2 separate regions of the Gossypium hirsutum genome follow, and region 2 is linked to region 1. Evidence: chromatin contacts called from public Hi-C data. All regions are on one chromosome and are shown on one strand. The core of a region is the stretch at or near the end of the contact, and the rest is flanking DNA. Distances in the headings are between cores, read along the strand shown. Region 1 holds the start of LOC107913710 (gamma-tubulin complex component 4). Region 2 has its middle 16 kb from the start of LOC107913840.

Region 1 (5,058 bases), core at 966-3,465:
TATTTAATAATAATTATGTTAAAATGTGATTAAATTATTTATTATTTATATTAATAATTTTATTAAAACTTAATAACAATAACAATAATTATCTACTTAAAAAAATTCTGTTAAGGGTATTCTAGTCATTTTAGTTTTTTTTCTTATGCTATTACACCTCTATTCTATTTAACCAAACACAAGAATATCATTACGCCTTTATTCCATTCCATTCAATCAAACAAAAGAATTACCTATTACGCCTCTATTCCATTACGCATCTATTCCATTACGCCTCTATTCCATTATGCCTCTATTCCATTACAGTGAATCAAACATGCTGTTAGTATTTTAATAATGGATGTTGTAAATATCTTGGTTTTTAAGTTTTTGAATCTTTTACAAAAGTTTTGTTGTTCACTTTTTATTTTATTTTATTTTATTTTTGGTTTTAACTTTTAAAAGTTATATTGTAATGTTTTACTTTTCTTTAGAATTTGTATTTTAAATTATGCCACATAAAAATTGACATGTTATTTAATGATTTTAATAATAAGACTTTATCAATATGACACAGATAGTTTAAGAACCAATTTTAAACGAAGGTTATAATTTGAGAATGTTTAGTTCAATTAACTCTTAAACTATTTTTTTATATTAATGTAAAAAAGTCTATATTCATATGTTAATAAAAAAATCTTTATATATATAAAAGTTAAAAAAATTAGGTTAAAATATGCCATAAGTTTGTGTAGCTGTTAAGTTTTTGAGGTTAAATTCAAGTAAACTATAATGTTTTTTCTTATTTACATGGCTGCCAATTAACTAATTTTTTATATTTCAAAATGTTACACCAAAAAATTTAACAAAAAAAATTAATAGTGTTAATAGTTGTACTTAATTTTTAGAATCTAAAAAATAGAGACTAAATTCTTGGGAATCAAAGTACATGAATTAAATTTTAAATTTTCAAAAAGTAGAACGAATTATGGCAGAGTTTGACCAAAAATTACATAGTTAGGGCATCAAAAATTAGTCACCCGAATCAAATTTCACCGTACTTAAAGGCTTGGACGTTTGCATCCAACACAGCAACACGCAAAGCCTACGTGCTCTCCTGCATTGTTCCCTTGTGCTTTTTGCACCCAGAGGTTCTACGTCAAGGATAGTATCAACATTTGAAAGAAAAAAATAAAAGGAAGGGGGTTTGTAAATGGTAATATCCTTAGGCCCAGAAAAAGAGGTGGATACGTGGTGGCGGGACGAGATTCTTGGTGGCAAAGCCAAAGGCTAGCAATGTTAGGGTAGTACTAGTAGGGGTGGGAATGGGGATGGATAGGTGCTAGAGTGCCTGTGCCTTGGATCCTGCAAAGTGATTGGGACCGGTAGTGGAGGAATGACTAGCTTTATTTAAATAAGGTCGACAACACCCGCTTGATCTTCGCTACATACACATTTTTACTTTGAAATTTCTTTGCTTTGCGTACGATTCCACCATGATTGCATGGCATATGGCATGGCTTTTTTCCCTTTCTTTCTTCTTACCTACATCTAGGTGTTGTTTTAATTTCCTCCACTACTCGCCCAACCAACATTCTTCAATTTCTCACTTTCACTCAATATTGCTATCCCCTTAGCTTCCCCAACCCATTGCGGTGCCCATCATTTTCTCTCTCTGTTGCACTTATAAATACTTCACAGTTTCCTCATTCATCTCATATTCATTGAAAACATTTTAGTAGATGAGTAGCTCCTTGTTGGAGAAGCAGGGTACGTGCAAAAGTGTAATTTCTCTTCTCTTTCGCTTTGCACGTGCTCCCCTTTTTTACCATGGGTTCCTCTTCCTCACTTCTTTTGTATTCTCTCTCATTCAATTATAATAAGTTGTAAAATAACATTATTATTCCCCATTTCTTAGGATTACTTTGATGATAAAAAAAATATATTTTAAAAAATATATTAAATGATTATAATTTTATTTATGCATTATAGTAATTGATTATAATCGTAATTATTAGAATTCTAACTTTTGAGAAAATTTAAATGCTTAAAAATATTGTTTATCCTAATCGCAACTCGAAGGTGAAGTCAACAATTTTTTTGTTAGAATTAAATTGTATATGTTTATGATAATAAAAATGTAATATGCTTTTAATAATTAAGGATTAAATCATATTTTTTCCATTAGTTATTTAAAATTTTATAAATTATAAAAGAATTAAATGGAAAGTTTTCCATTTGGCCCCGCCTTCGCCACTGGTTGCAACAGTGAGGTGAGCCGCGGCCGTTAAACTGTCCCCTGGCTTTCGTCCCGCGTTTTTTGGAGGCTAACTTATATAATTCGGCGAAGTGTAACAGTCATGGATTCTCATTGATTGTTTTCCCATTTTTTGCGAAAACGATTAAAGAAAAGGCGAAGATGCTGCACGAAATTTTACTAGCACTAGTTGGCTGTACCGGAGATCTCATAATCGACGAGCGAGAACACCATAAATCTCTCGGCATTCCCTTATATCCCGACGCCCCCATCTCTGATCAATGCTGCTTCAAGCTTGCTTCCGATATCTCCTTCATTGACCGCAGCGAAAGGTGAAACCTTCCTTTTTCAATGTCGTGAATACTGAAACCTTTTTTTTAATACGACTGCTATTCTTTCAGGGATCTTATCGAGAGGTTAATTGCGTTAGGGTTTTACTATCGAGAGCTCGATCGCTTTACAACGAAATCCCGAAATTTAAGCTGGATAAGGTCCGGTGATGTTTCACCTTCGAATAGAGCGTCCGAGTTGTCGAATCGTAAAACCGAGAAGCCAAGCATTTATCGCAGAGCCTTTGCTAATGGTCTGGTAGAGGTTCTCTCTGTTTATAGGTCTGTTGTTCTTCAAATCGAGCAGAAATTGTTGTCGGAGACCATGCCTATTTTAGCAACTGTCATTCAGGGTCTCAACAAGGTTCTTTCACTGGCATCCTTTAGCTTCTCTTTGTCCTTTTCCCGGTTTACAAGCTTTTTTTTTATTGGTCGCAGTTCTTTGTTGTTTTGCCACCTTTATACGAGCTTGTTCTAGAGATTGAGCGTGATGATTTACGTGGGGGAAAGCTTCTTAACCTTTTACACAAACGCTTCCACTGTGGGGTGCCTGAATTACAGGCTTGCATTCAAAGGTATTCACTTTTCTTTTGTTTGATTGCTTCTTCTTTTTGATTTAGAAAAGGTTAGCCAATAATCAGTCTCCATTTTTTATATGAATGTCAATACTATCCTTTTTGTAATTTTATGCGTCTCTAGTGAAAATTTTTTAGTGTAATTAAAAGGTAGATTTATTACATTCTTCAGTATACTGAGACAATTAATGGAGGCTGAAGCAATGAATATGGTCCACATTTTATATGCTTACTTTTTCAGTGTTAATGAAAATGCATGTGAACGACTGGGAAATGTTTATGCTTGGTTTACAAGGGAACTGGCTTGAAATGCGGTTATAGTATATTGATTGTTTAAAATATGTTGGGCTCCTTATAATCAGCTTGCTAAACTAATTTCCTTAACCATAGGCTTCTTTGGCATGGTCATCAAGTGTTGTATAACCAACTTGCGTCATGGATGGTTTATGGTACTCTTCAAGACCATCATGGAGAATTTTTCATTAGAAGGTAAGACCAAAAGAGTTCCTTTGTTGCTTCATGGTTTAAAAAAAATATATTTTTGTTTTTAGATATTACAAATTTGATGATTGTGTATGGTACTTAAACGTCCTTTTTTGAAGTTAAAATGTCTTCTAATTCTTTAATCCTATGATCTTGCATGGACCTTCTCTTTGGTTTGTGTATCTTTACACTTTTGAAACTGGTTTGATAAACATAATACTTTCAGGCAGGAAGATCAAAATATGGAGTATGGCTCATCTATCCCAGATACATCTGAAAAGTTGGCACGCTTGTCAGCTGATGATACATCTTTAATGGATTGGCACTTGGGTTTTCACATATTCCTGGTATTTTGGAGTTGTCTCTTGCATTGTCTTTGTTCTTTTTTGGGTCACATTTTTGCAAACTTTTCTTCCTTGTTTTAGCTAAATTGATTTTCTTTTATTCAGCTAAAATGAATTTTAAACTAGTTGGAAGGGGGGAAAATAATCAGAGGGTTTGTGGTCAATTAACAAACTTGCATCACTTATGTATCAGGAGTTAGAAAGTTGGAGAAGGTCATTTTCTTTACTTAGAGAAACATTAATAATTGCAGAATGAGATCTGAAAGCCTGATACAACCCCATTTGAGCTTTTATTTATTGTTATTAGGAGACTTTGCTCACTTTATTTGGATTTATTGCTGAAGGTGTTAGTTTCCCTAGATGAATAGGATGCCACTGGTTTTTTACATAAGCAATTTATTAGGAAATAAGGATTTGTGGTTTGGTTTTCTTGTTAGCTTAAATATGCATGTCAGAAAACCAGTGGCCTATTTTCTGTTGCTGCAAACCCATGGGTTAAATGGAAGGAAGCCTGGAAATCAATCTCTAGATAAAAGAATTTGATAGAGGCTTCTTTTGAAATCTTATTTTTGTTGCTGTTGTAAGCTATTTGTTCACTTAATGTTGTTCCGTAGGATATGCTCCCCGAGAATATCCATATGCATGCTGCAGAGTCTATTCTTTTTGCTGGTAAAGCCATCAAGATTCTCCGGAATCCAAGCCCTGGCTTCAAGTTTCAAGATGCTCTATGTAAGCAGCAGACGGGAAAAGGCTCTCAAAATGTTCATGAATCTGCTGCGCATCATCGCTTCCACAAGAAGCCTATCAGTGGAAGAATAATTGGAGAAGAATTGCTTCCGCAATCTGAGGCTGATAAGATTGAAATTATGCTTCAAGATCTAAAGGTTTTCTTCCATAATTACGTAGTATCATATCTACTTTAGTGCCTTTAAATGGTAGAAAGTCATTTATCAGTTGTGGATCGATTATATGTAGGAATCGTTGGACTTTCACAAGAGATCATTTGAATGCTCAGTTGACTCCATCCGGGCTATTGCAGCTAGTCATCTTTGGCAGGTGATATATGTCAATTTTCTTAAATAATATACTTG
Region 2 (5,058 bases), core at 1,248-3,747, 350 kb before region 1:
ATAAGAAATGAGGAACCAATAAGCCTAAATGACTATTTAAGCTAAATACATGCAAATTTGGAGAAAATAATGTTAGATTATTACCTTTACATTGGTCAAATCTACATTCTGTTCCTCAAGGAAAATAATGAATTCCTTGAAATTATCTTCAGTTGGGAGGTAATGACCACTGTAAGGCCAAATAGCCTGGAAAGGAAGATAAGCATTTAGCATCATACATTAGATATTGATCCAAATATTGTATTAGGTAATATCTTATGAATAAGTTTCTTGGGGACCAATTAATAGGCTTTGTAGGGATACGAAAAAGAATTCTGCAGAACACCTGGTGTATTCCATGTGTTTAAACACTAGAGAGCAGAAAAATTGGTTTTGTTTCGAGGCTCAGGTTTAATATTTGTTTATAAAGTTTTTGGAGATCTTTATAATCTCTACGTTTATAGTGGATTTTCATCTCTCATTCATGGATGTAAGCAACCAGGCCCAAACTTCATTAAAATAGTGTCTCTTGTGCATATGAGTTGATCTCATGCTGATTACTTTTCCTCATATAAATTTCTAACGAAACAGTCTAAAGGGAAAAAAATCCGGTGTAAGGTATTTGGAATTGCAGTGTGCACAATATTTACCTCAAGAACTCCTTGAGAAACCACCAATCTTTCGGCTGCGGTCGTAGCCCCACTGGAAAGGAAACTTGAGTGCTGAAAAACACCTTTTTTCTTCTGCCCAACATACAAGGATCTTGATGTGCTAAGTACAAAAATCCACTTGGAATCATCAATGGTGTTAACAAGTAATCCGGATTGCTTGTAAACAAGCTTTCCACTACAATCACTTCAAATGCTTCCCTCTCTTTCTGCAAGCAAGAAAAAACAGATATGATTAAAAACATACACAAAAAACAACTTTAAACAGAATTGGAGCATTTCAAATGGGATAGAACTAAATAAGACTCACTGGTCTAAGATAATTAATGCATTGCTGTTGTAGACTAGTTCTTTGACACTTCTTAAGGCTTAGTTCTTTGCCATCACCGATATCCAACCTTCAGTTCCATGATAGAAAATGAATTTCAAATATCAGAACATAAGGGTGAAAAAGAGTAGCTTTCACTTATGTAACTTTGGAGTTTAGTTTTACAAAAGTACATAACCAGTAGAAGAAAGGTTGTGAGCTCTTGCTTGCAGACCAAACATCATAGTAAAAGTGCAAATTGTGTACGTAACGATGGCGTGGATCAATCTGCAGCAAGATAAAAGGAAAAAAATAGTTACTCATAAATCTAAGAAAATAACATAACATCCAGATCTGGTCCATGTGAGTTCTAATGATACCATATCTTAGCAGAGTTTGCTATAAACACACAAAAAGGGGACTCAATGGAAAAGCCAATTTTGGAGTAATCAAGAAGGATGGTATGGACTTACAGCTTCAAGCCAATGTTGAAGTGCTAGTTTTTGAGCATTTTCATCCTTAGACAAACCCTTTCCTAACTACAAATTCAAAAAAGGATGTTCTTGTCAGTCTTCAAGCAAAATGTTAAGAACCATTGGGGGGAAAAAGTGCTAAGTAATGTATTTTAAGGACTGGAAACAACTTAGAAAAGTACCTTGGCAGCCGTTGTTTTAGCCCTTGACCACTTTGATATCACAGTTTCTTGTTTCTCAATCTCATTGAACGAAATAGAACACCTTCTTAGTGCTGCAAAATCTAAGGTCTTCCACCTGCAGATGTTAAGTGAATGTAAGAACCAAAACAAATAACTCGAAATCGAAAATACTGAAAAAAGGAACAGAAAAATTGAGATTATATGGAGACAAACCAGAGCTCTTCAACCACAACTGCACAATTTGCAAGGTTCCTTCTTGTCCTATATACCCTTTGTAGACTTTTTGAAGCTTAGTTGCAGTAGAATCAAGCTCAGTTACAGGCCTTGGAGAAGAAAATACAATTGGTTCAATGAGCTTTATGGTGGGGTTTTTTGGTATAACTTTTCTATTTGGTTTAATAGATGGTTCAAGCTTTGTTTCATGGGAATCACCACCATTATCAAAACTACCAAAAACCTTGTGTTCAAGGATTTCCTCCCGTGCTAATAAAAGCAAAGAAAGGGAAATACCCATTGATTTCAAAGAGGAAGAAAAATAAAAAACCTCACCTACAACAAAGAAAGCAGTCCAAAAACTAAAAAGAAAACTTTCTTTTTCTTCTGACTTTTGAGCTCAACTGCAAAGTAAATTCAACTTGTTGAAGTAGGTGAAGACAGACAGCTTAATGTATAGGCAATTGGGTGGCAGGTTGAACAATTCAAGCTATACCGTAGAAAATTTTTAGTAACATCCCTAAGAAAATGGAGCATAAGATGGCAATCAAATTCCAGCGAAAGAAAATATTAAACAGAAGAGGAACTAATTAAACAGAAGAAGAAAAGAAACTCTCACCTGCGGAAGAGGAACAAAGAACAGGAAAGAGCTTTGAAAGCCGAAAATGGGGAAAAAAATTGGGTATACAGCTCCAAAGAACCAGCAGAGGGGAAAGAACGTTTGGGGGAGAAGACAGGATAATTTGGTCAATTATCATCCAAAAGCACTTCAAGCTGAAGAAAAGGAGAAATTTTTAGCTTCTTCATCTGGAGAAAAACCCTTTTCTGATGGTGAAATGTTTACGTAAAAGGAGGCCATTCTTTATTCCTTTTAAGAGAGAAAAGGACTTTTTATTGAAAAACTCCTTCTAAAACGGGGCCTAAGGCCCAAAACTGTGTCGTTTCAAATCTCTATATAAACCAAAATTTTTATTTTAAAAAATAATTTCTCCATTTTTCTAAAAAAATTAGAAAAAACACTCTCCCCCTCTTTCTTAACTCCCCTCTCCGACCATGGCTCCAGCCATCGGACCGCTGTGGCGGCCGCCGATTGCCGGCGACGGCACCATCGTCCACGGTGGCTAAAAAGTTAGAAAATGTCATTTTTTGGATTTTCGACTCCTTGACCCAAAAAAAAGCATCGTTTTTCATCGAAAACGGTGAACCTTGGCCACGGCGGCGCAAAAACCGAAACAAAAAGGTATGTTTTCTTCTTTATTTTCTTCTTTTTTTAAAAAATGAAATCAAACAAAAATAAAAAAGAAAAATAAGTAGAAACCGAGACTACCTCTGAAAAATTTACTACTTTCGATTGGTTTTTTCTTGTATTAATTGTATCGTAAAAAAGTTACATCACTGTTTGTGGCTTTTTATAGCCCAAAAAAAAGAAGAAAAATACAATATTTGCTATTATTTCCCTTTGCCTCCGTGTTTGTCCTTCTTTTTGTCTTGTCTGTAGGTACTAAGCGCGTGGAGGATGGCGTACGGCAGTGGCAGCGGGGGGCTATGTGCGGCGACAGCAAGCTAGGGTTTCATTTTTGTTTCCTGAAGACATTGTGGGCTAGGGTTAGGGTTAGGTTTTAGGCTGTTGGGCTTGAATTGGGTTTAGTAATTTGTCTCTGTAAATGAACTTTTATTTTTATTTTTTTTGGGTTTTATTTTTTTGTATGGTCTTAGGCCTGGGCGAAATTGGCCTAGTACAACTACACATTTCACACATTCAGTCGGTGAACAGGATAACTCTTTAAAAATCCTGATGGCATTCACTAACCAGAACTCAACTCTCTCGGGATCATCCTCAGCTGTAGCTCAGAATTCTTTAGCTCCGTACTTACGGATCTTATCAATAGGAGGCTTACTAACTTAGATAGGTTCTGTACCTTGAGGATTAACGGGAACCGATTGGGGAGTAGGAGGGGGTAGAGGTTGTTGAGCAACCGGGTTCGTTCGTATGCACTCGGTGAACCACTCATTCATCAGTTGGAAGAAGTCTTCCGTAGCCTCTCCTCTCTGGCCCTTAGATACGGGCCTCGTACCACTTGAAGCTACTCGTGAACGAAGGCTTGAGCGTTACTCTTTACTTCATCAGAATCAGCTCGGTTGGATGTCATTGCTATATAAAAACATGTTTTAAAACGGTCAAGAGATATCACATTATCACAGGTTATATAATGACATGTATAGCTAGACTCGTATACGGTACATTAGTCTGAGAATCAACTAAATCGTAGCTTTGATACCAATAAATGTAACACCCCTAACCCGAATCCATCGTCGAAATAGGGTTACGAAGTATTACCACATATTACAAGCAAATAGAGAGAAAATACGAACATGTCATATCATATAGTATTCATATCAAAAACCAATCACATTCATACATATTGTCCCTTATACGAGCCCTCAAGGCCTAAAATATGCATTAGAAACAAATCGAGACCAAATCAGAAATTCAGAAAATATTTCAGAAACATTTAAAATTTTCAAAGCTACAGGGGTCACATGACAGTGTGGCCAGGCCGTGTGGGCATTCGAAATAGGGACACACGGCTGTGTCCCATCCCATGTTCGTGCCCATGTAACTCACTGACTTGTGCCACACGGCCAAGCCACATGTTCGTGTGCTAGGTCGTGTGAACACACTGACTTGCGCTCTTTAAAAGATACAAGGGACACACGACTGTGTCACTTCGCTATGTGTCACACATGGCTGAGACACACACCCATGTCTCTGCCCATGTGGACGAAAATAGGTCATTTACAAGCCAGATTTCTCAACCAATTTGACATCCACCTACACTTAACATTTTGCATATACACAAGTCATAATTAGACATCCAAAACAAGCCAAAATCAAGCAATAAACATGTAAAATCATCACATACATTAACCTATACATGTCATTACAATCGAAATTAAATAACTGAAAGTACCAAAAGAGTCGATGGATAGTGTGATATAGCTCTAACAACTTCCAACCTGAACAAGCTTTTAAACCACTATAAAACACAAAAAATAACACAGAATAAGCATTTAAGCTTAGTAAGTTCGTATAACATAGAATTTGACTTACCATTTAACCACAAGTTAGGCAAGTAAACCAAAGCATATCTCAACTCAATTTGGCCAAAAGCCTAACACATATTCATCAACCAAGTTAGTCATATAATTCATATAAAAACCAAGAATCATGTATC

Evidence for each region. Hi-C and Micro-C count contacts between places; a contact is called where the count stands out from the background.
Region 2: a contact with region 1 is called in a Hi-C map of leaf, with 2.6 times the contacts expected there. The contact joins the enhancer-like site here to the promoter of LOC107913710 in region 1. A contact is called at or near these places in 2 of 34 Hi-C or Micro-C datasets (leaf and seedling).

Annotation. Positions count from the first base shown.
Region 1 is chrD08:12,936,522-12,941,579 of Gossypium_hirsutum_v2.1, reverse strand. It overlaps LOC107913710 (gamma-tubulin complex component 4), which reads left to right and starts at 2,215. Exons shown (of 17, transcript XR_001688634.2): 1 at 2,215-2,568; 2 at 2,638-2,929; 3 at 3,004-3,140; 4 at 3,531-3,629; 5 at 3,850-3,970; 6 at 4,582-4,851; 7 at 4,943-5,023.
Region 2 is chrD08:13,283,615-13,288,672 of Gossypium_hirsutum_v2.1, reverse strand. It overlaps the pseudogene LOC107913849. Among protein-coding and RNA genes, the nearest start is that of LOC107913840, 16 kb to the right of the region's middle. Within about 2 kb of position 2,497, at least 6 of the 9 cell types and tissues checked have an H3K27ac peak or open chromatin away from gene starts, as enhancers often do.